Linked DNA regions of Mus musculus: regions 1, 2, 3, 4 and 5 are each linked to region 6. A link is a contact called in public HiChIP or PLAC-seq and promoter capture Hi-C data. All regions are on one chromosome and are shown on one strand. The core of a region is the stretch at or near the end of the contact, and the rest is flanking DNA. Distances in the headings are between cores, read along the strand shown. Region 1 overlaps Slc39a11 (solute carrier family 39 (metal ion transporter), member 11). Region 2 overlaps Slc39a11 (solute carrier family 39 (metal ion transporter), member 11). Region 3 overlaps Slc39a11 (solute carrier family 39 (metal ion transporter), member 11). Region 4 overlaps Slc39a11 (solute carrier family 39 (metal ion transporter), member 11). Region 5 overlaps Slc39a11 (solute carrier family 39 (metal ion transporter), member 11). Region 6 holds the start of Cog1 (component of oligomeric golgi complex 1).

What was found. Promoter capture Hi-C pulls out the DNA fragments that hold promoters and counts their contacts. HiChIP or PLAC-seq counts read pairs in DNA pulled down with a chosen protein or histone mark.
Region 1: an H3K4me3 HiChIP or PLAC-seq map of bone marrow-derived macrophages shows a contact between it and region 6, with 5 times the contacts expected there. The contact joins the enhancer-like site here to the promoter of Cog1 in region 6. A contact is called at or near these places in 2 of 39 promoter capture datasets (the HPC-7 cell line and cranial neural crest), 1 of 15 datasets of contacts at CTCF or cohesin (the NIH/3T3 cell line), 15 of 115 datasets of contacts at active chromatin or transcription factors (bone marrow-derived macrophages, craniofacial prominence, embryonic basal ganglia and 9 more) and 2 of 9 other capture datasets (embryonic stem cells and pancreatic islet).
Region 2: a contact with region 6 is called in an H3K27ac HiChIP or PLAC-seq map of neural progenitor cells, with 11 times the contacts expected there. The contact joins the enhancer-like site here to the promoter of Cog1 in region 6. A contact is called at or near these places in 17 of 39 promoter capture datasets (the 3T3-L1 cell line, 3T3-L1-derived adipocytes, the C10 cell line and 9 more), 8 of 15 datasets of contacts at CTCF or cohesin (the NIH/3T3 cell line, embryonic stem cells, large pre-B cells and 3 more), 104 of 484 Hi-C or Micro-C datasets (the AML12 cell line, the AtT-20 cell line, B cells and 53 more), 43 of 115 datasets of contacts at active chromatin or transcription factors (the 230-238 cell line, the HPC-7 cell line, the NIH/3T3 cell line and 28 more) and 3 of 9 other capture datasets (adipose tissue, embryonic stem cells and pancreatic islet).
Region 3: a promoter capture Hi-C map of hippocampal neurons shows a contact between it and region 6, with 2.5 times the contacts expected there. The contact joins the enhancer-like site here to the promoter of Cog1 in region 6. A contact is called at or near these places in 2 of 39 promoter capture datasets (the 3T3-L1 cell line and hippocampal neurons), 1 of 15 datasets of contacts at CTCF or cohesin (the NIH/3T3 cell line), 1 of 484 Hi-C or Micro-C datasets (embryonic fibroblasts), 10 of 115 datasets of contacts at active chromatin or transcription factors (the SCID.adh cell line, bone marrow-derived macrophages, craniofacial prominence and 6 more) and 2 of 9 other capture datasets (embryonic stem cells and liver).
Region 4: an H3K27ac HiChIP or PLAC-seq map of trophoblast stem cells shows a contact between it and region 6, with 4 times the contacts expected there. The contact joins the enhancer-like site here to the promoter of Cog1 in region 6. A contact is called at or near these places in 14 of 115 datasets of contacts at active chromatin or transcription factors (the NIH/3T3 cell line, bone marrow-derived macrophages, embryonic basal ganglia and 11 more) and 1 of 9 other capture datasets (embryonic stem cells).
Region 5: a contact with region 6 is called in an H3K4me3 HiChIP or PLAC-seq map of forebrain, with 6 times the contacts expected there. The contact joins the enhancer-like site here to the promoter of Cog1 in region 6. A contact is called at or near these places in 11 of 39 promoter capture datasets (3T3-L1-derived adipocytes, the HPC-7 cell line, cranial neural crest and 5 more), 1 of 15 datasets of contacts at CTCF or cohesin (the NIH/3T3 cell line), 1 of 484 Hi-C or Micro-C datasets (embryonic fibroblasts) and 16 of 115 datasets of contacts at active chromatin or transcription factors (the NIH/3T3 cell line, bone marrow-derived macrophages, craniofacial prominence and 13 more).

What each region holds. Positions count from the first base shown.
Region 1 is chr11:113,333,363-113,337,129 of GRCm38.p6, forward strand. The region is part of intron 6 of Slc39a11 (solute carrier family 39 (metal ion transporter), member 11); the gene reads right to left. Among named protein-coding and RNA genes, the nearest start is that of Gm51926, 5.5 kb to the right of the region's middle. Within about 2 kb of position 1,344, at least 45 of the 459 cell types and tissues checked have an H3K27ac peak or open chromatin away from gene starts, as enhancers often do. A contact at or near this core is called in bone marrow-derived macrophages, where this site is marked.
Region 2 is chr11:113,292,401-113,296,394 of GRCm38.p6, forward strand. All of the region lies in intron 7 of Slc39a11 (solute carrier family 39 (metal ion transporter), member 11), which reads right to left. Among named protein-coding and RNA genes, the nearest start is that of Gm51927, 15 kb to the right of the region's middle. Within about 2 kb of position 2,406, at least 57 of the 459 cell types and tissues checked have an H3K27ac peak or open chromatin away from gene starts, as enhancers often do. A contact at or near this core is called in the AML12 cell line, the HL-1 cell line, brain and 6 more, where this site is marked.
Region 3 is chr11:113,357,463-113,361,336 of GRCm38.p6, forward strand. The region is part of intron 6 of Slc39a11 (solute carrier family 39 (metal ion transporter), member 11); the gene reads right to left. Gm51926 (a long non-coding RNA gene) reads left to right here. Exons shown (of 3, transcript XR_003949793.1): 3 at 1-3,874. Among named protein-coding and RNA genes, the nearest start is that of Gm51926, 19 kb to the left of the region's middle. Within about 2 kb of position 2,364, at least 7 of the 459 cell types and tissues checked have an H3K27ac peak or open chromatin away from gene starts, as enhancers often do. A contact at or near this core is called in the SCID.adh cell line and hippocampal neurons, where this site is marked.
Region 4 is chr11:113,252,699-113,256,562 of GRCm38.p6, forward strand. The region is part of intron 7 of Slc39a11 (solute carrier family 39 (metal ion transporter), member 11); the gene reads right to left. Among named protein-coding and RNA genes, the nearest start is that of Gm39505, 35 kb to the left of the region's middle. Within about 2 kb of position 2,178, at least 33 of the 459 cell types and tissues checked have an H3K27ac peak or open chromatin away from gene starts, as enhancers often do. A contact at or near this core is called in embryonic fibroblasts and pancreatic cancer cells, where this site is marked.
Region 5 is chr11:113,275,121-113,279,090 of GRCm38.p6, forward strand. The region is part of intron 7 of Slc39a11 (solute carrier family 39 (metal ion transporter), member 11); the gene reads right to left. Among named protein-coding and RNA genes, the nearest start is that of Gm51927, 32 kb to the right of the region's middle. Within about 2 kb of position 2,106, at least 31 of the 459 cell types and tissues checked have an H3K27ac peak or open chromatin away from gene starts, as enhancers often do. A contact at or near this core is called in forebrain, where this site is marked.
Region 6 is chr11:113,647,607-113,651,776 of GRCm38.p6, forward strand. Cog1 (component of oligomeric golgi complex 1) reads left to right here and starts at 1,923. Exons shown (of 14, transcript NM_013581.3): 1 at 1,923-2,269. The coding sequence starts at 1,955. It also overlaps a transcript of Slc39a11 not described here.

The DNA of each region.
Region 1 (3,767 bases), core at 94-2,593, 310 kb before region 6:
AGCTTTACATGAATTCTGACCTATCTTGTGCACCCCCAACACATGCCCTGCCTCATAAAACTGTCTCAAAATGAACCTGTGTCTTTTCTGCCTTTCTGAGAGTCATCGCTCTCCTACACTGGCCCTGCAGGGACAAAATCATTGTTTTGTCTAATATTACACAATCCGACTGATTCAAACCTGGCGTTTAATCTTCCACGCTAATGTGCCTCTTGATCCTCCCCACTAACATGTGAGGCAGGACTGTCTTCTGTCCGCAGGTGCCTCTCAACTTGCCTTGTTCACCTACTGACAGCAGGTCACCTCACAGTGGGATGAGTGTAACCCGCCCCGCAGCATGCTGAGCTCCAGTGTGTCACTCTATAGCACCAGGGTAACTAGACCCTTTCACAAGAACCTGCCACCTGCTGCCTCTCTGCCTGTGGATACTGCAGCCAGCTTTTGTTTTGTTAAACCCGGCATTCATTTCTTCTTCCCAGAGAAAACCCTGTGCTTCCAAGGAGGTCCCTCAGACTCGGGAGGGCCCTGTGTCCTTCTGTTCCGCTGTGTTGGGAACTAAAATCGGGTGAGACGTGGTCCTTGTCATGAAGGTTCTCCTGATGGGATGTGGCTCTCGAGTTGGATGGAAAGGGATGTGTAGGAGCTGACTAGGGGAGGAGAAGGGCTCTTCAAAGAGCTGCCACTCAGAGATGAGCATCATCAGAAGGTATGGCTTCTCGATTGAAGGGGAGAAGCTCAGTTGGACCACACACAGCCTGGGGCTGGAACAGAGTGTCAGGAGGACGGTGCAGCGGGCTGAATGGGTGGTCTCCTCTCCACATTCACACCCTGGAATTCTAAGCCCCACCGTGAAGCTATCAAGAGGTGGGTCTAAGGGGTGATTTGATTGGAGCATGGGGCTCTCAGGAATGAGTTTAGCACCTTCCTAAAAGTGGCCTAAGGGAACCCAACAGTCCCTCCCGTCCTGTGAAGACACAGCAAAAATGTCAGGCATGAACCAGACATTGAATCTGCTGCCTCCCGTGTCTTGGTCACCTGGGCCTCCGGAGCCGCGAGGAGTCGTGTCTGTTTTTCCTGAGGCGTGGAATGTAATGGTGTTTGCTATAATATGCTAAGTGGATGAAGACAGCCAAGGAGGGAGCACAGTCAGGGCTGTGTGGGAAGGCCTTCTACTAAGCCAGCCCAGGCTGCCTCTCCCCATGTCACTGGCCAGGTCCTTCCTGCGGTGTGCCAAGTTCAAGAGCTGACTACTTCCCCCAGGGAAGCATTCGGGGGCTCTTAGCAACGCGTCCCAACCACAGACCTCTTCTCCACTCCTTTACTTCCTTTATTAAGTACTTCCTGCTTCCCCTGAGACCAGCGTTGGTTTCCTAAGCTGGAAGAGGGGAGGAGTGATTTATTACCCTTCTCTCCTGCTCCTCCTGCCAATCAACAGCCAAGTTCTGCCTACTCTCTGTTGCCTCTGCCCTATCAGATAACTCATGTTATGGATCCAATGCCAAATGCCTCTCTCAGGCTCCTGTGCTCTCACATATGAACACGCCCACCCCCACCCCACCCCCCATCCCCAGCTCAGGGAGCTGATTTGGGAGGCTTTGAAATCTTTAGGAGGTAGAATTTCACTGGAGGAAGTGGGTCACTGGTGGAGGGTGGGGACGGGACTTTGGGGTTTATAGTCCAGCCTCACTTCCTGTCTTGTCTGTCTTGTCTCTGCTTCCTGATCTGTCCAGATGTGAGCAAGCAGCCCCGTGCTCACCCTCGCCCCCTTCCCTGCCCTGCCCTTTAAAGCTGAGAGCTGGTTAAACTTTCAAGTCGCTGCTTGTCAGGTACTTGGCTGTGTGCATCCTAGTAACATCGGCATATGGGAGACTGGGTCCCGCTTCAGCCGTTCTGCCTCCCTTTCCCGGGAATGGAGTTTTAGCGGGACAAGGACTGTTAAAGAAAAGCTCCCACCCTGCCTCCCTTGCAGCTAGAATGAAGCCCTTAGACTCACGGGCCACAAACACTCTTCTGTCTTACAAAAGCCACTATGTGTCACAGGACCATTTAACATGCACCCCAAGAAACACAAGTTCCTGAGTTAGAGAAATGGCTCAGACAACAAAGCACATGGATCCAATCCCTCGGAACCCACGCTTTAAAAGTCTAGATGCAGTAGAACATATCTATAACCCCAGTATTTGGGAGGAGATGCCCAGAAGATCCCTAGAGCTAGCCAATCAGCAAGCTCCAGGCTCCCGAGAGTCTGCTCCAAACAAGATGGACCACCAGCAGCCGAAGAGTGACAGCCAAGGTCCCCACGGCCAACATGTACCTCCACCCTCACACACACACTTATGCATATATACCACCCCTATAAGCACATGGACATGAGCAGGGACCATGGGGTATAATCTTGTAGATGGAAAAATAGGAGGCAGGGGCTGGGAGCCAGAATCTGATGGAAGCGTCACCCTACCCTATGCATAAGCATATGGAGAGCCTCAACAAAGACTGGGAATGCATCAGAAGAGCCCATGGAACGTTCTATTCTTAGCTAACACTGTAACTGCAGATGCCTTCGATCCTGGCACTTCCATGCAATCGCCCCACAGCCCATGCCAATGGAATTTTACATTTATCTTCTTATCTTACTGTAAATATAATCCGATTTCCAAGGCAAATGTGCTATATGCCCTCCTACACATGTCTTATTTTAGACCTCACATCCTGTCTTTCCATCAAGATAGAGAAGCTGCTCTAGATACCAGGATGAGGCCCCTCAACATGCCCCCCAACGTTCAACTGCTTCCAAGCGGTAGAAAATTCAGGATGGGATCTGAGGTGCTTTGCATGACTAGAAGGCACCCAGGACATTCCTCGATGGCCAGGAGTTTACACAGTGATTTCTACATCTGTCACGGACCCCTTCTTCCCACAAAGGGAGGAGATGAGATACGTATCCAGATGGGAGGTGAAGATGCTAGGGAAAGTGACCTGCGGGTGTATGACAGGGGTCCCCGGGGTAGCTTCTAAGCAGAGAGGTTCAGCGAGTCTGCCTGCATCAACTTACTGGGACAAACATACCTCAAGAGGTTCTGAAGGGTTTTGCTATTATCATTTATGATTTGCCCTCCCTCCCTCTTTCCCTCCCTTCCCTCCTCCCTCCCTCCTCCCTTCTCTCCATTTTGGTGTACCTAAATGTTGTAAATATATGTACTTGTTTGAGTTTGTATGTGTGTGTGTGTATATATGTATATATACACACACACATACATACACACATACACACACACATACACATATATGTGTGAGTATGTGCACACGCACATGGAGGTCAGAGGTTGCTACCAACTATCTTCTCAACTTACTCTCCCTCTTGCGTTTTGAAGAAGGGTCTGGAATTAAACTTAGAACACACTAATTCACCGGCCGGCCAGGGAGCTTCTGGCATCCTCCTGTCTCTGCCTCCCTGGCCCTTGGCTTACAGTGGCACACTGGCATGCATGCCTGGCTTTTACATGGACACTGAGGATCCACACTCAGGTCCACGCGATTGTATAGCAAGTCCTTTACCTACTCAGCCATCGCCCCAACGGGGTCTCACATGGGCCTAGGCTGGTCTAGAACTCACTTTGTATCTGAGGCTGACCTCAAACTTGGGGCAATCCTCCTGGCCGCTAATGAGATGATAGGTGTCGGCTGCCATCCCTGGCCCCTCGTCACTCTTGCTGGCATACCTTGAAGGTTTTAAGGGAATTCTCTTTCTGTAAGCTGAAATCCTGGGA
Region 2 (3,994 bases), core at 1,156-3,655, 350 kb before region 6:
GGAATCAGGATGATGAAAGGAACTTCGTCCTTTAAGGACAGACAGGAGGCAAGTGACTGAAGTTGCAAAGAATGCTGTGGTTGAACTTTTTTTTTTTTCTTTCTTCTGTTATTTGTTTTCTGGCACAATCTGTCTCTGTGACTGGGCTGAGGGCTGTGTCCCTGCGACAAAGGCCTCTTTCTTATGACAATTTAATAGCTCCAACACGGGACAGCCCTGACTCTCCCATGGGCCCCACTCTGAAGGTTGCTGAAGGAGGTAGAACACCGGCTGCTTTGCTGCCGTCTGGTTCAAACTGAACTGAGGGAGATCTGGAGGAGAAGGACTGGCCTCCCAAATTTTAACCTCCTCCTCCTCTTCCTCCTCCTTCTCCTCCTCCTCCTCCTCCTCTTCCTCCTCCTCCTCTTCCTCCTCCTCTTCTTCCTCCTCCACCTCCTCTTCCTCCTCCTCCTCCTCCTCCTTCTCCTCCTCCTCCTCCTCTTCCTCCTCCTCCTCCTCCACCTCCTCCTCCTCCTCCTCCTCCTTCTCCTCCTCCTCCTCCTCCTCCTCCTCCTAGCAAAACTGCCAAAGGTCAAGGGGAGCTGATGCGTGGCCGTGGATGGGACATGGATTACGACGTGAATTCCAGGCTCTGTAGTAGGAAGTGGTTTAGAAAGCTAAGCAAGGACCAGGTCAGGGAGGCCTGAGCTGCTGCCTGGGCAGACTCTCCCCGTGAGTTCCTTGGGGCTATTGGAGCAGAGACTTCTCAGGGTTCCTGTGGCCAAAAGTCCATAGTCAAGGTGTCAGCGGGGCCAGGCTCTTCGGTAGCTCTAGGGAGGATCCTTCCTGCCTGTTCCAGCTCCGGGTGGCACCTGAACATTCCGGGAAGGCTTTTATTTGTATCTGTATCAGCTCAAACTCTGTCACACTGTCACAGGGGTGTCTTCCCCCCAGTGTGCCTGTATCGCTACAAACCCCCATTGTGTCTCTCTAACCTCCTCAATCCTCCCCACCCCGCTTATCTCATAAGCATTCCCAGTCATAGAGGACTTGGGACCCATTCTAGTCCAATAAGTCCAATAACTGAATGAGGCAGGGCCCACTGCCATGGAAGAACCTCCGCAGCGCTGGCAGTTAAGACATCACCCCCACCCCCAATCACCTCCATTCTGGAACTTTCTAGGACAAGTGACCCCTGCTCTGTATCTCTGTCTTTCTCAGTGACCTTGCCCATCTGTCCACCTCTCCCACTAGGTGGGTCCAGGCAAGCAGTTCACGACTTAGGTGCCACCAGATCATCTTGGTCCCACCTCTCTGGGGTGTCCCTTCCCTTGCTCCCACTCCCTTCCTCCCTTTCTCTATCCTTCCCTTCCTCCTTTCACCTCCTCTTCCTCCCTCTGTTCTGTATATTCTTCCTTACCCACCACTCAGGGGAGCCATTAAGGGCTATGGTTCTCACCATAGCGGCAAGCACCTATAGACACACTCAAAGCCTTCCTCAACATTAGCATCTGCTTCCTGTAGGACTGGCCGCGTAGACTGATTCTCACTGACGTGATTTTTGTACATTGTTGTCTCCCGGCCTCCCCAGGGAGATAGAAGATGCTCTTGACAGTTGAGCCGGGATTTCAACAGAGGACATCCAAAGTACTCATGATGGGGGTTGACATACTGCCCCCACGGAAGCTGACCCCAGTTCCCTACCACTTTGGAGGACTCTTTCTAAGTCTTTAGGTTACAACAGATGTGTTATCTTGAAAGGCAAAGAAGGGTAGTGGTTAGAGGCACAGGCTCCGTAGTTGGGCTGTTTGGGGTCAAAACCTACATCTGCCCTGAGCAGTCCAACCTACATTTTACATCTGCAAAGTGAGTATATCATCTTCTCTCACACAAAAGGCTGGAAGGCAAAGATGGGATACAAGGTGTCCTGTGTCCAGACACAAGGTCTCCACGTGGAAGGAGCTCAGGAAATGTTAGCTTTGTGAGTTTGGGAATCTGGTGGACAGAACTTAAATGCCCTTACTTGCTAAAGAATGGCCACACCTCTGCCTTGGGTCAGCAGCCCCCACCAAGCAATCATTAGAAACAGACTGGTGACACATGATCTTATTCAGTACTACACAGGCACTGATGTCCCAAAGCTACCTCAGCTTGCCACGCAGAATCTATGGGAATGCAGACCACCCTCCCTACAGGAGGGCCGCTTCAGTGGTCTGTCCTGGAAGACAATAGCTTCCTTCCCTGAAGTATCTGCACACCAGCTGCCGGGGAAGATGGATAGAGCCGTGGAGTAGACAGGGAGCCGTATCACTTTTGAGTGCCTGGGAAAGCCACATAGAAAGCACATTGGCTCCCAGAGGGCTCTGTGGGCCTGCCCCTCCCCTGGCTGCTCCAGGCTAACAGAGCCCATGTTGTGAATCTATGGCTCCTGCTGCCAAGATGTCCGGCCCCTGTCGCCAGGGACATGGGTGGGGGCGGCTGAAGCAACAGTGGAGGAAGAAGGGGTGAGCATAAAGAGCCCCTTGTGCTGCTGATGGGGGGAGGGAGAAGCGGCTGCTAGCTGCTTAGGGCAAACAGGGTGGGGGTGGGGGTCTCGGTAGCCTCCTTGTTTTGAGACAGTGAGGTGAGATCAGAGGGGTCTGGAATCTAGTCCAGGTAATAAGGGAAGCAAAAGAAAGACTCTCTGGGCACAGGGCTGTCTCTTCTGAAGTTGCTAGTGGGTTTCGGAGCAAGACATCAGAAGCAAGCTTGTCTCTGGAGACCACTTACAGCCCAATCAGTTCTCCCCCAAAAAAGAGGGAGCCTAGGGAATCACAGGGATGCCATGAAGATGCGTGAGTAACCTCATGCCTTATTTTCTGAGATGGTCCGTGAGAAAGAACCCTCTTAACTGTGGACAAGTCAGATGTTTGCATATTCTCAGCCCAGGGAGTGCACTATTAGAAGGTGTGGCCCTGTTGGAGTAGATGTGTCACTGTGGGTGTGAGCTTTAAGACCCTCTTTCCAGCTGCCTGGAAGCCAGGATTCTGCTAGCAGCCTTCAGATGAAGATGTAGAACTCTCAGCTCCTCCTGCACCGTGCCTGCCTGGATACTGCCATGTTGCTGCCTTGATGATAATGGACTGAATCTCTGAACCTGTAAGCCAGCCCCAATTAAATGTTGTCCTTATAAGAGTTGACTTGGTCATGGTGCCCCTTTCCCTGACCAAATACTCATACTGACAAGACTTGTCAGTTCACAGCAGTAAAGCCCTAACTAAGACATCAGGTCATACCCAGTTCTTGAAAAATATATTGGGGGTAGGGCTTCAGCAGCTAAGAGCACTGACTTCTTTTACAAAGGATCTCGGTTCAATTCCCAGCAACCTTACAGCAGTTCACAGCCATCCATGACTCTGTTTCTGACCTCTGTGGGGATGGTGCACAAACAGGCAAAACGCTCATACAGACAAAATAAGATAAATGAATCTTACTAAAGTTACTACAACACTAAACGTGACGTACAATAACCCACAATAGCAAACAGGGGCCTCTGCGGTTGGCCTCCCCACACCTCGTTGATTGTTACAGCTTCCTGCTCTATTGGTCTCTTTGCAGAGGATCACCCAAATGCTCTATTTTAATTCTTGGAAAGAAGGAGTAAGGATGATGAATCTACTTTGTGATGAGGTAAACGAGGTGGGAAATGCTGAGAGCCAGATAGCGGGGAGATAAACACGACTTTTGCAAAACATCTAGGGAATGTTTACCAACTCCTACAGAAGGAGATAAATAGAAGATAAAGATAGAAAAGATTAATAGACAGATAGACTTTAGCTTTATGGAGAGAGTAAATGTAGCCCAACACCAATTTAGAGAAGTTCTATTTAAGCCTCTCGAGGTGAGGCAACTCAGAGACGCACCTCACTGGCCTTTTTGAAGCCTTTCTCCCCCATTGCCTCATAGTGAGTCTTGAAGCCAGACTACCACATGGTGGCGCTGTGGGCCGTTCTCCAATGCCAGTGGCCTGGAAGGG
Region 3 (3,874 bases), core at 1,114-3,613, 290 kb before region 6:
GATTGTGAGCTGCTGGAGGGTTGAACCCAGGTCCTCTGCAAGAATACATGCTCTTAAGCCTTGAGCCATCTCTCCGGCCTCCTGCGCTGCATCCCCGAGACACATGTGTGTGCCGGCCTCACTCTGCAGGTATTCAGAGAGCACTGCAAAGGTTGCTCCCTCTCTTCTCGTGCATCACCAGAATAAGCATCTTCAGGGCACACATCTGGATCAGAAGCATAATCGGTGCTTGGGAAACGAAATGGCAATATGGGAATAAAATTGTGGCAACTAATGAAAAAAAAAACCCTGCTCCTTTGAAACTGATTAAAGTGTGATATGATGATTGGTTGCAAGACGAGAGAATAATAGTTCAGATCCTAAGAACATATGTCACTGTTATCAAGGAAATACAGGCCTTAGCCTCCCTGGCAGCCAACGACCAGAAGAGAGACACAATACATAAATTGCTTTCGCAGGAGAGGCAAAGCATTCCTAGAAAATATATTGTTCCATAAATGTCTTACATCGTAGCAGTGGGTGACAAGCGGAGCGACGATCCTAGCAAAGGCCTGAGAGTAAATGTCACAGTGATTTCCATAAGACAGGATTCCCATCCTCAAAACCTGACTCAAAGGGCTTAGATTCTCAGGCGGGCATAAGATGACGTGGACCCATTGTAATGTGTTGGCCTGGAGAATGGGCAAATGTCTATTTGAAAGTAGGAAGAAGACCAGGAAGAGGAATGGGAAGAGGAGGAGCAAGAGGAGGAGCAGCAGGAAGAGCAGGAGAAAGAAAGGGGAGAGGAGGAGCAGAAGGAGCAGGGGGCGGGGGCAGGAGCAAGATAAGAATTGGGAGGAGGAGTGGGAGGAGGAGAAGGAGTAGGAATTGTAGGAGGAGGAGCAGGAGGAAGAAGAGTGGCAAAAGTAGGAAGAGGAGGAGGCAGATCAGGAAGAGAAGCAGGAGGAGAGCTTTCTCAGTCTTGGAGCTGCCTTAGCCCAGCATTGGACAGCATGACTCAGCATGTACCAATTTTCCTGGACAAGCTGTCGGAACCCATGTCTGGTCTCCGTTCAAGAGTAAAACAGAACCGGGCCAGAGGTTCAGCACGACTGGTAGAGTGCCTGTCGTACAAGCAGAAGACCCTGGGGTCGATCTCCAGCGTCACATAAACTAAGTGTGGTCGCACACACCTGCAACTCTAGCACTCAGGGGGACCCAGGCTCAAGGTTGAGCTTGGCTTCAGGATGAGTTTTATGTGCCTAGGTATGTGTGTGCTCATGTGTGTATATATGCACACATTTGTACAAGTGCACATGTACATGTGCATGTATGAGCATAGAAACCAGAAGTCGGGACATGCTCAATTGCTCTTCGTCCTATTTTTTGAGACAGGGTCACTTACTGAACCTGAAGCTCCTGGATTTAGCTACACTGGCTGGCCACCAAACTCCAGGGATCCTCTTGCTTAAGCTGGGCATAGTGGCTCACATGCTAGTACCTGAGACCCTGAGGCAGGAGGATTGCCATAGTTTCAGGCCAGCCTGGGTTACAGAGTGGTTGCCAGGCTATCTCAGGGTATAGAGTGAGACCTTGTCTCAAAAAAAAATTGTTTTTCAATAAATAAACAAATCAATAGCCAAACTAAGAAGTTCCTATTTAAGCTGTATTCTGGTCATGGCAGCAAGACAGCATGATGTTAACCAGAAACTTGGCAAAGCAATACAGAAACTGCCTTCCAACTGTATTGCTTTAACTCTTCTCTTCACCTTACATAAGACGTAGGAGAATGACCGTGTCAATGTGGAAACTAGTCTTTATTTTAACCCAAATGCAAGTGCAGCCTTAGACTGTGGCTTTGGCCAGTGTGGTGGTTTGAATGTGCTTGCCCCATGGGAAGTGACACTGTTAGGAGGTGTGGCCTTGTTGGAGGAAGTATGTCACTATGTAGGTGGGCTTTAAGGTCTCCTAGTGCACAAGCTCTGCTCAGTGAGGAAGAGAGTCCCCTCCTGACTGCCTTCGGATCAAAATGTAGAACTCTGGCTCGCCCAGCACCAAGTCTGCCTGGACGCTGCCATGATTCCTGCCATGATGATAATGGACTGAACCTCTGAACCTGTAAGCCAACCCCAGTGAAATGTTGTCCTTATAAGAGTGACCTTGGTTGTAGTGTCTGTTCATGGCAATGAAACCCTACCTAAGACAGCCAGGAAGCAGGGCTCTGAGGTCCTGTGTGTCCACAGCCCTTGGCAAGGGTGGTGGGCACCCCGGCTTGCCTGGCACGTGCACATGGGATCACGCAGGGACCCTGGAGCGGCAACTTCCCACTGTGGGAGTTCACGCCAGGGCTTATGCTCACACCCAACAGCGCAATTTGAAAGTGTGCTCTCAGCTTCTGCTACTGCACGCACCCAGGAACACGATCTGTTAAGCAAAATGTCATCCCATACAGGGGCCCGTGCTAATTATAATGTCATTTTCCCCACTGAGGTGCAGATAATTAAAGGAGAATATTACAGTGTTTTCAAACTCCTGGAGTAAATGAGAGGAACCTTGAAGTCACCTGCTGGAGATGAGAATTAAAGTGCTCTGAGCTGTCCCCCTTGGAGGTCACCTGACTGGAACTAGAAGATCCTTAAGGACTGAACTAAGGTATCCCAGAGGAGGAGGGGGGAGGGGGAGGAGGAGCACAGGAGGAGGGAGGAGAAAGAGGAAGGAGGAGGAGGGGAGCAAAGGAACTCATGTTCAGCAGGCTCTGCTGTGCTCTACCTTACATTGGGCTACACAGCAGGTGGCCCGCCTATTGCAATAGCTGTTAACTGGCTTCATAGTGAACTGCTGTTATCACCAATTTACATCTGCCAACTCTGAGATGCTCATGCCCTTACCCAAAGTCACATGGCTAATAAGACAGCTGGTGGCTTCTAGAGCTAAGTCCAGGCCTTACCGATTCTAAAGTCTAAGCCTTGCCTGCTGGTGGTGGGTGCGTGGAGGGTATACTTCTGGGGCACTCCTTCTGCAACCTTCTGCAGAGCTCCCTTGGGGACAGCCCTGGCTATGGAAGAGGTCTCCCATCCAGGTTGCCCAGCCTAAGCCTGTTGCTGATCAGAGCCCAGGGCATCTGCAGCGAGACGTCTGCCAACATACCCGGCTGGTGTCACAGACGCTGACATTTCGTGCCGTTAAAAAAATAATAATAAAATAAAAAAGAAAAACGTGTTCCCTGAACTTTTTGGAAATAGCTGAGATGTTTCACCACTTATCAGTTGAAAAGAGGCCAAGAGCAGGCAGGAGGAAAACAAGCTGAGTGATAGCCAGCTCCACCTTAGTGGTTGCTGTGTGGCCCTAGGCTCCATCTCTGAACTTCTGCATCTCTGTGCCATTTAAGAGGACAGATATCTAAACATTGTCATGGATATTTCCAAGACCTGAGTAAATACCTTTTATTATTGTGGTGGTTTGAATGGGTATGGCCCCCATAGATTCTTGTGTTTGAATGCTTGGCCCACGGGAGTGTGTGGCCTTGTTGGAGGAAGTGTGTCACTGTAGGGGTGGGCTTTGAGCTGTCCTAGTGCCCAATGTGGATTCAATCTCCTTCTGGCTGCCTTTGGAACAAGATGTAGAACTCTGAGCTCCTCCATCACCATGTCTGCCTGCACACTACTATACACCATGATGATAATGGACTGAACCTCTGATGCTGTAAGCCAGCCCCAATTAAATGGTGTTCTTTTATGTGAGTTGCCTTGGTCATGGTGTCTCTTCACAGCAATGAAACCTGAACTAAGACAACTGTCCTTGATAATTCAAGGTTATGTGTGGCGATGACCTGCTGGCTGAGCCTGTATCACTGATTGCTGAGAACGACACCCAATGTCCAGAAACAGAATGTCAC
Region 4 (3,864 bases), core at 928-3,427, 390 kb before region 6:
TGAGTTGCCTTGGTCGTGGTTATTGCAGCAACAGAGAAGAAACTGATACAGAAGTCTTGTTGGCTCCTGATTAGGATAAAGGACCCTATACTTCTGTTCCAGTCAGCCACAGGGAGAACTACAGTTTGTTCTGGAAGCTTCTTCTACCAATTTTATGTCCAAGAAGACCCTGAGCTCCTAATCCACAAGGGGGAAACACCAGGCATACATTTCTGTGGAAACAACACATCTTGAGAATAAATTCCTTCCAGTGTTTCTGTAGTCCCTGCTGTCTTCCCTATAGCTGGCGGCGGCCTGGTTTATATTCAGAGTCATCTCTTGCCTCTTCCCAAATGGTGGTCAAATACGACCAGTTTCCTTGACCTGATACAGAGCCCAATGGGGGTCAAACTATGCCCTGTGTCTCTTCTTTGATGCAGAGGCAGAGCTTGGTGGCTGGCTAATGGTCCACTGTTAGTATCCACCTTTCCATATACACAGGACAGGAACATGACCTATCCTAGGTATGTGCATGGAGCCACCAACCCAGTGTCAAGTTGAAAGTGATGCTTCCTGTCCAAAGTCCTGCTGTCCACCAGGCAGGTTGGGGAAGCCTCCTCCATATCCTGCCCCGGAGCTGAGCTCTGATAAGCAGTACAGAAACCCCATTCTTCCACCCCTGGCAACCCTTGTTGTCACTGCCCTGCCCTAGCCCTGGCGCAAGGTTTAGAGCCACACCCCAAGATCCCGCCAGGTCTTTCTCTGCAGGGCGATGCTTTGCTGTATGATCAGGAAGTCTATCCTGGTCATTCCTGAGCTCCAGGGACATGGTGAGGGCTGAAACTACAGCCCCTCTGCCTTCTCTCCCTCCTACATGACCCTTTTAAATTCAGCTCTCCTTTATGTGTGTGCACAAGACATACACACACACATGCACACACAGCCAGCTGTGTTCCCATTTCCAACTGTTCATTGTGCTAGTTTCTCATTGCTGGCACAAAATGCTTAACATAAGCACATTAGAAGGAGGGAAGGAAGGAGGGAGGGAGGGAGGGAAGGAGGATCGGTTTGCTTTGGCTCACAGTTTCCAAGCATTTAGTCTGTGGTCACCTTGCTCCACTATGTCTGGTCGTAGGGAGAGATTATCATGACAGGGAGCACAGGGCAGAGCAAAGCTGTTCACAGGACACAAAGGAAGCAAAGAAACACAGGGGAGCGACCTGGGACAAGAGACATGTCTCTAGTGACCTACTTCTAACTAGGTCCCACCCCTGTGAGTATGTATCTGCTAGCCCAGATGCCACTGAATTCTGAATCCATCAGTAATGACAAAGAGGGGTCAGAGCCATTACAATCCGATCATATCTCAATGACTGGATTGATTGGCTGGGGGCAAAGCCTTCGGTGCATGAGTCTTCAGGAGACACTCCATATCCATAGCACAACAGATACCGGATGGGCAGGGAAGGCACCCAGTGGACGGGGTCTTCCTCTCTCCTTCATCATCAGCATCAGCTCTGAGGTGTGGTTTGAATCCACAGCTCTCAGAACCAGTCCTCCATTCCAGTTACCAGGGAGCTTTCCCAGAGGCCTTTGCCTGGGGTAGCTCTGCCGACTGGTGCATTATGGGACGAGTTCCTGCAAAGTCTGACGGGAATGCTCTGCTTGCGGATCTACAGCTGATGCTCAACGTCAGCAGCAAGGGTGAGGATGAAGGCAGCGGTCGAGGCCATCTCCATTGTGAGAGCCTACGCTCTGCTGTTTTGATCGCCAACACAGGTTGGGAGCCATGGACACCAGGAGCCACTGTGGCTGTGTGTGGGTTCTGCAGACTGGGTGTCTGCTCTACGTAGAATCTCACTTGGGGGCCCCTGGAGGAGATTCCAGGGAACGAGGGCAGGACCAGCAAAGCAGTAATGGATACAATGGCAATATTCCTGAGCTGGTAGAAACACAGGGACTAATGAACATCAAGGAGAGGGGGAGGGAGAGAGGAATGAGGAAAGGGAAAGAGAGAGGAAGGGAGGGAGGGAAGGCTCAGCTGTCAAGGAAAGTCTTTAGAGGACAAACTCTGAGTAGTATGCTGGCAGGGATGGCAGACTGTGTGAAGGAGAAATGTGCCTAATGTAGAGCCGATGGCTTGGAGGAGGCCCCACCACAGTCTTTTGTACAGCCATCCGTGACTTCTGACCTAAGCAAGCACTCTACAAAGGCATTCCTGGGCAAATAGGCCTGGCTGACCTCCTTCCTTGCAGCTTGGGGAAGGGAGAGCTGAAATGAGAAGGTTTCCTTTCCAGGACCGGCTACAAGGCTCTAAGCGGTATTTATTCAAAAGGGCACTGGGCCCGCACGGGATGACACACAGACCTAAACCCACTGCCACACCCTTCAGAGCCAAGCAAGTTTCCTGCTGCCGGGTTTCCCCCAACACCAAGACACGTTGGTAGTATGTGTCTCTTTCCTGACCAGCTATGCCTCCTGGGGGACATGAGTGGGGGAAACATGACCAGAGGGCCAGCAAAGGGTTTACAGGATAGGGACACTGGCGGCTGGGGCTGGTATGTGGCTCCCAGAGAGCCAGGCTGCAACCGCAGGGGCAGGAGCAGCCCCTGAGGAGGCCTCACCGGGGAAAGGTGAGCCAAGGGTCTGTGTGGAGGGGCTGCCTCTCTCATCAAAGTTGGCACTGGCTTGAGTGTTCAAATTTCTGCTTTCCTTTCCTCGGGGAGTCAGAATTTTCCAGGGCGGACCAGACCCAGAGGAATGGCTACTGGGGGGTTTGGGGGGACAGAGGACTCAGAACTAAACTAGGACTGTCCCAGGACACCTTGGGGGGTGAGCTGGTTCCCTTGCAAGGGCAGGTGGCAGAGGCAAGTCCCAGGGGAGGACTTTATATCTGGAGAAGGAACACAACATCTTAGAAGAGGAGCAGATACGTATACAACAGCTAAGTCAGGGGCTGAGGATGTAGCTCAGTTTGGATAGTGCTTACCCAGCATTGCAGAAGGCTCTGGGTTAGATTCCTAGTGCGGAGTAAGCCTTGGGGAATAAATGTCCATAACCCTAGCGCTTGGGAGATGGAGGCTGGGGGGGGGGGGGTCACAAGTACAAGGTCAGGCTCAGCTTCACAGCAAGTTAGAGGCCACCCCCCCCAGCTCGCTCCCTCCCTCCAGACAGACAGACAGCTCCCTAAAACCCTCAACAGCCTGAGGATGTCAGAGCAATCCTTGTAGGCTGCTGTCTCCACCCCTGGGGGTGAGTGACAGTACGGGCTAGTCAGGCACTGTTGCAGGGACTTCAGAGGTGGCAGTGGCAAGAGGGAGATGGATGCCATGCTCCAGGCCTAGGCTGGCTACAAAGAAATAACTCGGGCTGTGTGGGGCCAGGACATTGCTGGGGACCCCCATGGGTGGGAAGAATGGAAGGAGGTGGGGTGGGGAAGAGGCTGGGTTCAGTCACAAATACTGAACTCTCAGCAGACAGAGCAGCCAGGCCCACACAAGGTGCCAAGGAGGTACAGGCAAGGTCAAGGGTGCCCATTTACAGACTGGGCCTCTTCTGTCTGGATCCAACTCCCTAGAAACACTCGCTAGCTGGTCTCTGTCATTCCTTGATCTGAAGCCTGGTGGAGGTGCAGAGGCAAAGGCCTAGGTCCCTCCAGGTTGCCAGCTAAAGAATAGCCACCTTCCCTTTTCGTCACAGGCCATTCACGCCAAGAAGCTGCCCAGTGCTTAGGCGTTTCCTTAAAAACCTAGGGGGAGCCAGAATGAAGCCTGACTCTCCTCCCTCAGCCTCCCAACAGCTGCCCTCCTACCTACCCTGCCTGCTGTGTTTTCCTCAGGCCAGCCTCACCTCTCAGAGAACCTGGGTGGCAAGGGGCCCACATAG
Region 5 (3,970 bases), core at 856-3,355, 370 kb before region 6:
GCCTGGTGCCTACAAAAGCCTGAAGTGAACATTGGATCTCCTGGGACTAGAGTTACATACAGTCGAGAACCACCATGTGGGCCCAGGGACTCGAACCTGGGACCTCTGGAAAAGCACCAGTGTTCTTAACTTCTGAGTCTAGCTGGAACCCCGAAGCCTGCAAGGACTTGGAGAGCTTTACATGAAAACTCATTAGTTCCCAGTAAGACATCTGATAAAGGCAGGCTTCTGGAGATAAACCCCAGGCTCCAAATTATGCCCCTGAGTCCCAAAGACTGTAAACATTGGAAAGGAAGCTTCGAGCTATAATGTAGTACAGGGTCTCAGTCTGGGGACATCCTGGATTATCGGGGGAATCCTAAATCCTATCACAGCTGTCTCCACAGGACACAGACAGGAGCCAGCCACAGAGAGGATGAGGAAGCCCTGCAAAGATGGCGGCTGAGGGAAGGTACACAGCTGCAAGCAGAGGGATGCCTGAAGCTCCCAGGAACTGCAGACACAAGGCTCCTCCCTTAGCCTCCCAAGAGAACAGGGCTCTGTGACTCTCCTCCCTTCAGACCCTGGCCTCCTGAGATTTAAGCTTTCATGGTTCCAAGTCCCGAACTCTGAGGAAGTTTGTTATAACAGCCACGGGAGATGCATAAAGACCATGGACAACACCTAGATGCCAGGTGTGGGGCTGACAGCCTCTGTGATGAGACAATGCCTGAGAGAAGACACAGGCGGTAATTCAGAAAGAAAGAAAAAAAGGTTTATAATTACAGCCTTGGCAGAACTTGGAAAGATGGCTGGAGGCAAGAGAGGGTCTCCTGAGGAGGAAGAGGAGGAAGAAGAAGAGGAAGAAGAGGAGGAAGAGGAAGAGGAGGAGGAAGAGGAGAGCGAAACCATTCAGAAATGTTGGCATTCAGCTGGGAGTTCCATGGACTGGAAGGGGCAGTGAGAGGTTAAGTCCATATCCTTAGCGTCTGCATCCTTGCCACTGGGGGAAGAATCCTAAGTACAAAGGAGTGGTCACGACTGCATGGGACCCATAGGACAGCTGCAAGATGCAAGTGGCTGCCGTTAATCTCCATGGATGGATGAAAGCACAGATGTTTGGGGTGGTGGAGTGGCTTTTACACAGTGGCCTTGAGACCTCAACTCAAACTCTGTGCTCATGCTGGATCCCTGTCACCACTGTGGTCCCCAACCCCACCCCACCCAGCTGTTGTCAAATGCCCAACCAATAAAACCCATCCCCTTAGTGAGGGACCCTGAATCCAACTCTTTGATTTCCCCATGAATTCTCCTATAATTCATGGCTGCATCCCAGTCAGGAGCCTCCTAGTTTATCCACACTGGCCTGCTCCCCGAGATCTTGCTTGCCTTCTTCCTCTTTTAATAGTTCTGTCATTAGTGATATTATCGCTGTGCTGTTACTGCCTGCCTTTGGTGCGCCCTGACATGTGTGCTAAGCCGCAGTAGACACTTGACACACATAACCCCACTTACTATCACGGTGGCCTAGGAGTTACATTCGGTGTCTCCATTTTATAAGCAAAACTGGGGGCCCTGCCCAAGGCCTGGGGCATTGATGTGAGTCCAAAGCCTCTCCTGGCACCTTGCCTGAAGTGTTCTTGTTTTATTTCTGTTAATAACTCTTGACACCCAACTTTTATGCCTCATTTATGGTTTTGCTAAGGACTTTTGTACATTTCGTCTCCTAGTTCTTTCCCGGTGAGGTGTCTCTTTTCAACTTGCTTGGGATCAAGACAGGGCCAGGAGTGGCTGACTGATGCAGGAGGGCATCGGATCTGGAATACCCACACCTGTGAAGTGGCATCTGAGTTCACTGCCACCAAACCTTCCCAAGAGACGTCAAAGAAGAGCTGGGGAGGAAGCAGAACCGGGGGAGGGGCAGGTGCCCCCATTCCCCACCCAGAAATGCTATCATAGGGACATATGCTCTTGTACATTTCCTTCAAAACACAGCCTACCAACCCCATGACCGAAGGGTCTCTGGAAATGTCCTCCAGTGCTGAATGCCTTCTCTATGTAGGCTCCTCCGAGGCATCCAGAAAGTTTAACATGCCCTGTCATCCTTCTGCCAACCCTTCCAGCGAGCCAGAAACCCAGCAGGGGGATTTATTAGTAGAAGAAAGCCACACAATCTCTTTGTCACAATCACAGCCTTGTCCAGAAACAATGTTGCCTTTCAAATTGTTTTCCGCCTTGGACGGCGGATTTATAAACTGAACTGGTGGTTGGGAACAGAAGCAAGAGCAAAGAGTAGCAGCCTTGTACTACCAGGGGCTGGTTTAGTGTTATCCTGATAAGATAATCACAGATAAAACCCCCTCCTGGAGGCGGGGGCTCCCCTCCACGCCTCTAAGTCTGTGTTTACACAGGCAAAGGCTGAAATTTGGGGGCAGCTTTTTCAGAAGAAAGGGAGGCCGAAAAAACCCAAGCGTTTTCTGGGAAAGGAAGTGGGATAGAACTGTAACATGTTGGGTTTGTTTCCCTAAACGATGCAGAAAGGAAACAATCTCGCAATTTCCAAAATGGTGACTCGAAGCCCTGACCGGGCTTTTCCTGTGGCTAAGTTGGATGCCTCTGGTAGCTGGGTGTTGCACGCCACACGCTGAGTTCATTACAGGGTCTTGGGGTTTGGTGTGTGCTTACAAATCTCTGTAATAAGAAAACGGGGAAAGATGCGGCTTGGCTGAACAGTTGCTGGCATCGTGTGATGACAATATGAGATCTGACATTATAGACTCCTCTCTCTCTCTCTATATATATATATTTTTAATTGTTCTGCTCAAGGAGGAAGAGGATGATGAATTCAATATGGTTTTAGTTAAGAGACAATGGGTTATACTGGATCTGGTAACACCATATGGTTTTAGCTAGGGGACCATGGGGTCTGCCAGACCTGGTGGTCCATGCCTGCAGTTCCAACACTTGGAACGTCAGAAGCATCTGGATATAAAAAATCAATCAATCAAACAAACAAACAAACAAAAGCATCAAACCCCAAAGAAATAAAAGGCATGGGTTTGGAACCTTCTTCTCACTGTCCCACTGAGCCACTATGCACTTGTGCCCCATGTTCTCCTGGCCCTCGGGTAGGGCCAGCATAGCTGACAGGGTGTGGGGAGCTGGATGGGGCTTCCTCTGTGGAGAAGGCATCTGGGAGAGTATGGTTTATCTGGAAGGGACTGAAATCATGCTAGACTCTGCCCGTGTTTGTAGGGAAGACCTACCCTAGCCTAGCCTGGATTTATCCCGTCAGCCACTCTCTAGAGTTCTGGGGTAGCTGCCAAAATGGGGACAGGTTTGCCTTGGCCCCTGCCATATGCTAGAGCATTCATCAATACACCGCCAAACGACAAGAAAAATCCATAAGACCAACAAAACTGGCCGCGGGGACATTGGAACATTCACCCATACACAATGACAAGCATCTCCAATTATTTGGTTGTTTCTGTACATCTCTGTCACACAGAGATGGGAGCTGCTAGGAGGGAAAGCAAGAATAGATGTCACAGCCCTGCCCCTGGGGCCCTCAGGCCCTGGGGGAATGGAAGGGGGATACAAAGGAGCCTTGGTGAGCAGCAGGCAGGGAGGTGGGACCAGGACATATGGCCTCCTACAGAACCCACAGCTCAGCCAAGGTCAAGGCTCTGACACCCTGGGGGGCCACTTCCACAGTCCATCCTAGAGGCAGAGTTTGGAAATCCCTGGAAGGGATTCAGTTCGTGCAGATGTGGGGCATTACCCACAATGCCTTCCAGGAGACTTAAAGAGCTGGAATTTCTCTTAAAGAGAAGGAAGTCCAAGTGGCAGCTTGCTGGACTTCAGAAGCGGGTTCCCCGTGCACTGTGGAGAGACACAAGGAATAGCTTGGCGGGGCTGGAGAGGTACGGGTGCTGAGTAGGAAGCCCTGGGCCAGTCGGAGCTCTTCCAGAAGAGGGCGAGCGACACGGGT
Region 6 (4,170 bases), core at 673-3,172:
GCAGGCAGAGAGGCAACCGTAGCATCTTCAGGCAGGTCTGATGAACTCAGCCAAGGAAACAGCACAAAAGACGGAAAAGCAAATGCCGGTCTCAAAACACATTGGGCAGAGTGGCCTTTGCCAAAGCCATCATACAAGAAGCCCCTAGTCCCACATGGAACTGATCATAGCCTATCGTGTTCCCCTCAGTGTAGGAAAGGTGTTAGCTTACTAACTCTTGGGGAACTGGAAGCTTGAGGAATAAGTGTTAGGCTCCCAGGGCAAGCTACAGACCACGGTTCTGATTTTCAGAGAAAATGGATGTATTGATAACACAGTGAGCTGCTGGGCAGGATGTGCAACTAAGCTGAAGAGACAGGAGCAAAGAGAGGGCGAACATTCCTAATCCAAGGTATACCACAGGGTGATCCAACCTGCAGATACCCATCACCAGCGCTGGCACCTGAAACTACAGCTGCAGCCACTGTCCCTGCCAGTCCTGCACACTAGGTGTTGTGGGTGAGACCTAGCCTCTACAAGGCTGAAATCCCTGCACCAGGGCATCGCTGCCTTCAAAGGCCCAAGAAGGTCTTGTGGACCAGTCCCAGGCCCCAGGCTGGCACAGTAGGTGCAAGAAGTCCTGGGGAAAGTTTCTGCCTGACAGAGAAGCGCTTCCAAACACGGAAGACAGATTCTGCAGGCTCAGAAGCAAAACAGCACCAAAGCAGCCGGTAGCGCGGGACTATAGAAAGGACTGCACGTCACCGCTGCGCCACCAGGGGGCGCGCTGTGCTGGGGGAACTCTGACGCGTAGGCGGTATCTCAAGCCAAGTGGCTTGAGTTCTGAGTTAACCCCCTTCCCCGAGGTAAGTAAAATTCCCTGGGCTTCAGTTGTGCATAGAGCAGGGACTCTTCTTGCTGGAATGTCGTAAGTAAACCCCCTTATTTAGATATCAATCTATTGCTGTGACATTTGCCTCGAAGTAGTGGCAGTGGTGAACGGGAGAGAAAACCCAGAGGCTGTCTGTGGTACAGGGCTGCTGAACACACAATACTGTTTTCTCTGTGTTAACATAGGAAAGAATTCTTCAGCAAACTTTTCCAAAACGAAGGGCCCTGAACGGACTTATGAACAGCAAGCCAGAACGTCCAGGTTTTCTTACTGGGTCAATCTCAGGATGTCCAATCCTCTGGCATCATGGACTCCCCATCGTTCTCCACCACAGGAGGCCTGTAACAGGGAAACCCATTTTGTGGCCACTAAACAATATTTAAATAAAATAGAAGACCCAGGTAACAAGGTGGACCACAGCCGTCACTCAGATCTCCAGCTGCCAAGTCCTAAGGGAAGAGTCCCAAGGCCCAGTCCTGGTTGCTGTGATGGTCTATCGAAGGCAAAAGCGTGCATGCATGTAAGACCGACAGCAACACGACCATACGTGCATCTTTACCATAATGAACCCCACGGTGAAGCTCTTCCCTCCCCAGGAAAGGGTTTGGGTGCGACGCAAGGGGCTCCGGGCCACTAAGACTTTGACCACCAAGTACAACCTTAACTATTTCGCTTCTCTAAGGAAACGAGCGCTCAGGGTAGGCGAGATGGCACAGCAGGCAAAGGCGATTGCCGCCAAAGCCGATAAAATTCCATCTAAAATTCTATACTGAGATCCTCATGGCAGGAGTGAGCCTCCTGCAACTTATGACCTCCGCGCGCATCTGTTTCTGTCGCACGTACTCCACCTACATAGGGTGAGAATGGGGAGGAAGAGGGAAGGAAGGAAGAGTGAAGGAGAGAGAAGGGAGATTGTAACAGTAAAAAATAAGCTCTGGAGAGCAGCACTGCCACCGAGGCTCAGTCCCTGGGACCACCGAGGCTCCCGACCTGGCGGAAGCACTTCCGCCCCCATCCATGATGGCGGGAGGGCGGGGCGGGGCTGGCAGGCGGAAGCGGCCGGCGGATCCCTGGCTTAGCACCATGGCGGCCGCGACCGCCTCCTCCGCGCTCAAGCGGCTGGATCTGCGCGATCCCAACGCGCTCTTCGAGACTCATGGAGCGGAGGAGATCCGCGGGCTGGAGCGCCAGGTCCGAGCCGAGATCGAACACAAGAAGGAGGAGCTGCGGCAGATGGTGGGCGAGCGGTACCGCGACCTGATCGAGGCGGCGGACACCATCGGCCAGATGCGCCGCTGCGCCGAGGGCCTGGTGGACGCCGTGCAGGCCACCGATCAATACTGCGCCCGCCTCCGCCAGGCCGGCTCCGTGGCGCCCCGGGTCCCACGGGCCCCGCAGGTCAGTCCGGGATCCGAACCCGCCACGTCCCTCCGCCCCCGCCGCCCGGCGGACCCCACCCCTCACCTTCCGCCGGAGGAGCCCGCCCCTCGCCGCCGCGGGCTACCGGGAGGCGTCTGCGGGCCTTCCTCGGGACGCTGGTCCGCTGCCGAAAAGCCAGCCGGCCTTTTGCTCCGGGAGCCTTCCCGGACTTCCGGACGATTCCCTCGCCTCCCGTGGGTTCGCTGCGCTCTCCTTCCCTTTTAACTGAAAACGCCAGGGGTCTCTCGACTGTCAGATCTCTCCCGTTAGCTCACACCTTCCTGTCAAAGTCATTCATTCATTCCCCATCCCACCCTGAGCCCGACCGAGCCTGGAGAATTGGGGGAGGGTAGCCTCAGCCGTCAGACCCTCCCCCTTTTAATAGGTGAGCAGTTTCATTTCAGGCTGGTTTAAAAAACTCAGGGTATCCTGATGTCCTCCCATGAAACGTTTAAGACCCGATGCGGATCGAATTCTGACATTGGGTGTTGGCTTAGGAATGAGCAGAGGGCGCCGAGGGTAAATAGTTTTTAACCTAGGAGAACTTACTGTAACAGAAGAAGAAATTACAAAAGCACACTAGCCCACATGTGGAGCCAGCTTTCTTGCGCTACTTAGGTGTCAGAAAATCCAAGCCAAAAAAACTAGGGCAGTATAATGAACGTGGGCAAAGAAGGTTGGAACTTTGTCAGCCTGTCACTCCCTAAGCTACACATTAAGTACAGCCCCCTTCCCAAATGGACAGACTTAGCTGGCTAGCTTCAACTATGTAAGCCCAGTCTTAGAAATGGATTGATTTTCATGGTTATGGCTGGTGCATTTCTGGGGGAATGCCCTCTCCGTTCAAATCATAAACAGGAGCCTCCCAAGATGTTCTTGAAGTTTACATTCTAATTAAAGAAAGAAATTCTTGGGAAATTGAATTTTTAAAATATGAATAATTTAGAATGGCAGTAGAAAATAGTTTAGCATAAAGGTGATTAATCGCCACATGTCCATTTAATGTAATAGTTCGGAAGGAAGGAGTGAGTTAGGTGTGGCTCCTCCCCAGTAAGGACAACTGAGATTTGGAACATTGACGTCTCTGGCCAGCTATGCTGCTGTAACAAAAGATTTAACACTGGATAGTTCATAAAGAGTAGACATTCATTTTCCCTCAGGAATAGGCCTGGGAAGTCCGAGATCAAACTGTTAGCATCTGACGTCCGTTGCAGGCCTGCTTGCCTCCCATAGCAGATGGGGAGGAACACAAAAGAGCCAGAGTTAGTTCCCCTCCTTTACCGGCACCCCACACACCACTACTGAAGACGGACTCGAGGTGAGAGGGCAGATGAGAGGCCTGAAGTCTCAGCCAGATGAAGATCTGGTGCAGGGGTGGTAAAGAACAGTCAACGAGAAATGTTTGGTGACCTTAAAGAGAAAGGAGAGGAAGGAGGAAGCTTGTAGGAAGTCTCCCTTCCACCCACCGATAACCAGATGGCGAGATGCCCCGCCCTCCTACCAATAACCAGATGGCGAGATGCCCCGCCCTCCTACCAATAACCAGATGGTGAGATGCCCCGCCCTCCTACCAATAACCAGATGGCGAGATGCCCCGCCCTCCTACCAATAACCAGATGGTGAGATGCCATTTGGTCGGACATAAGTGCCCTGCAAGCTGAGTGGTACTGAGTGTGGCTTTATGAAAACGTCAGATTTTGTTTTCGTTTTAAAGACAGGGTTTCTCTGTGCTGTCCTGGCTAGCCTGGAACTCACTATGTTGACCAGGCTGGTGTCTAACTCACAAGAGATCCGCCCACCACTGCCCCTTGGGTGCTGGGATCAAAGGTGTGCGATACCACACACGGAAAAGCTTGAGATCTTAAAGCATTCCCCAGCTT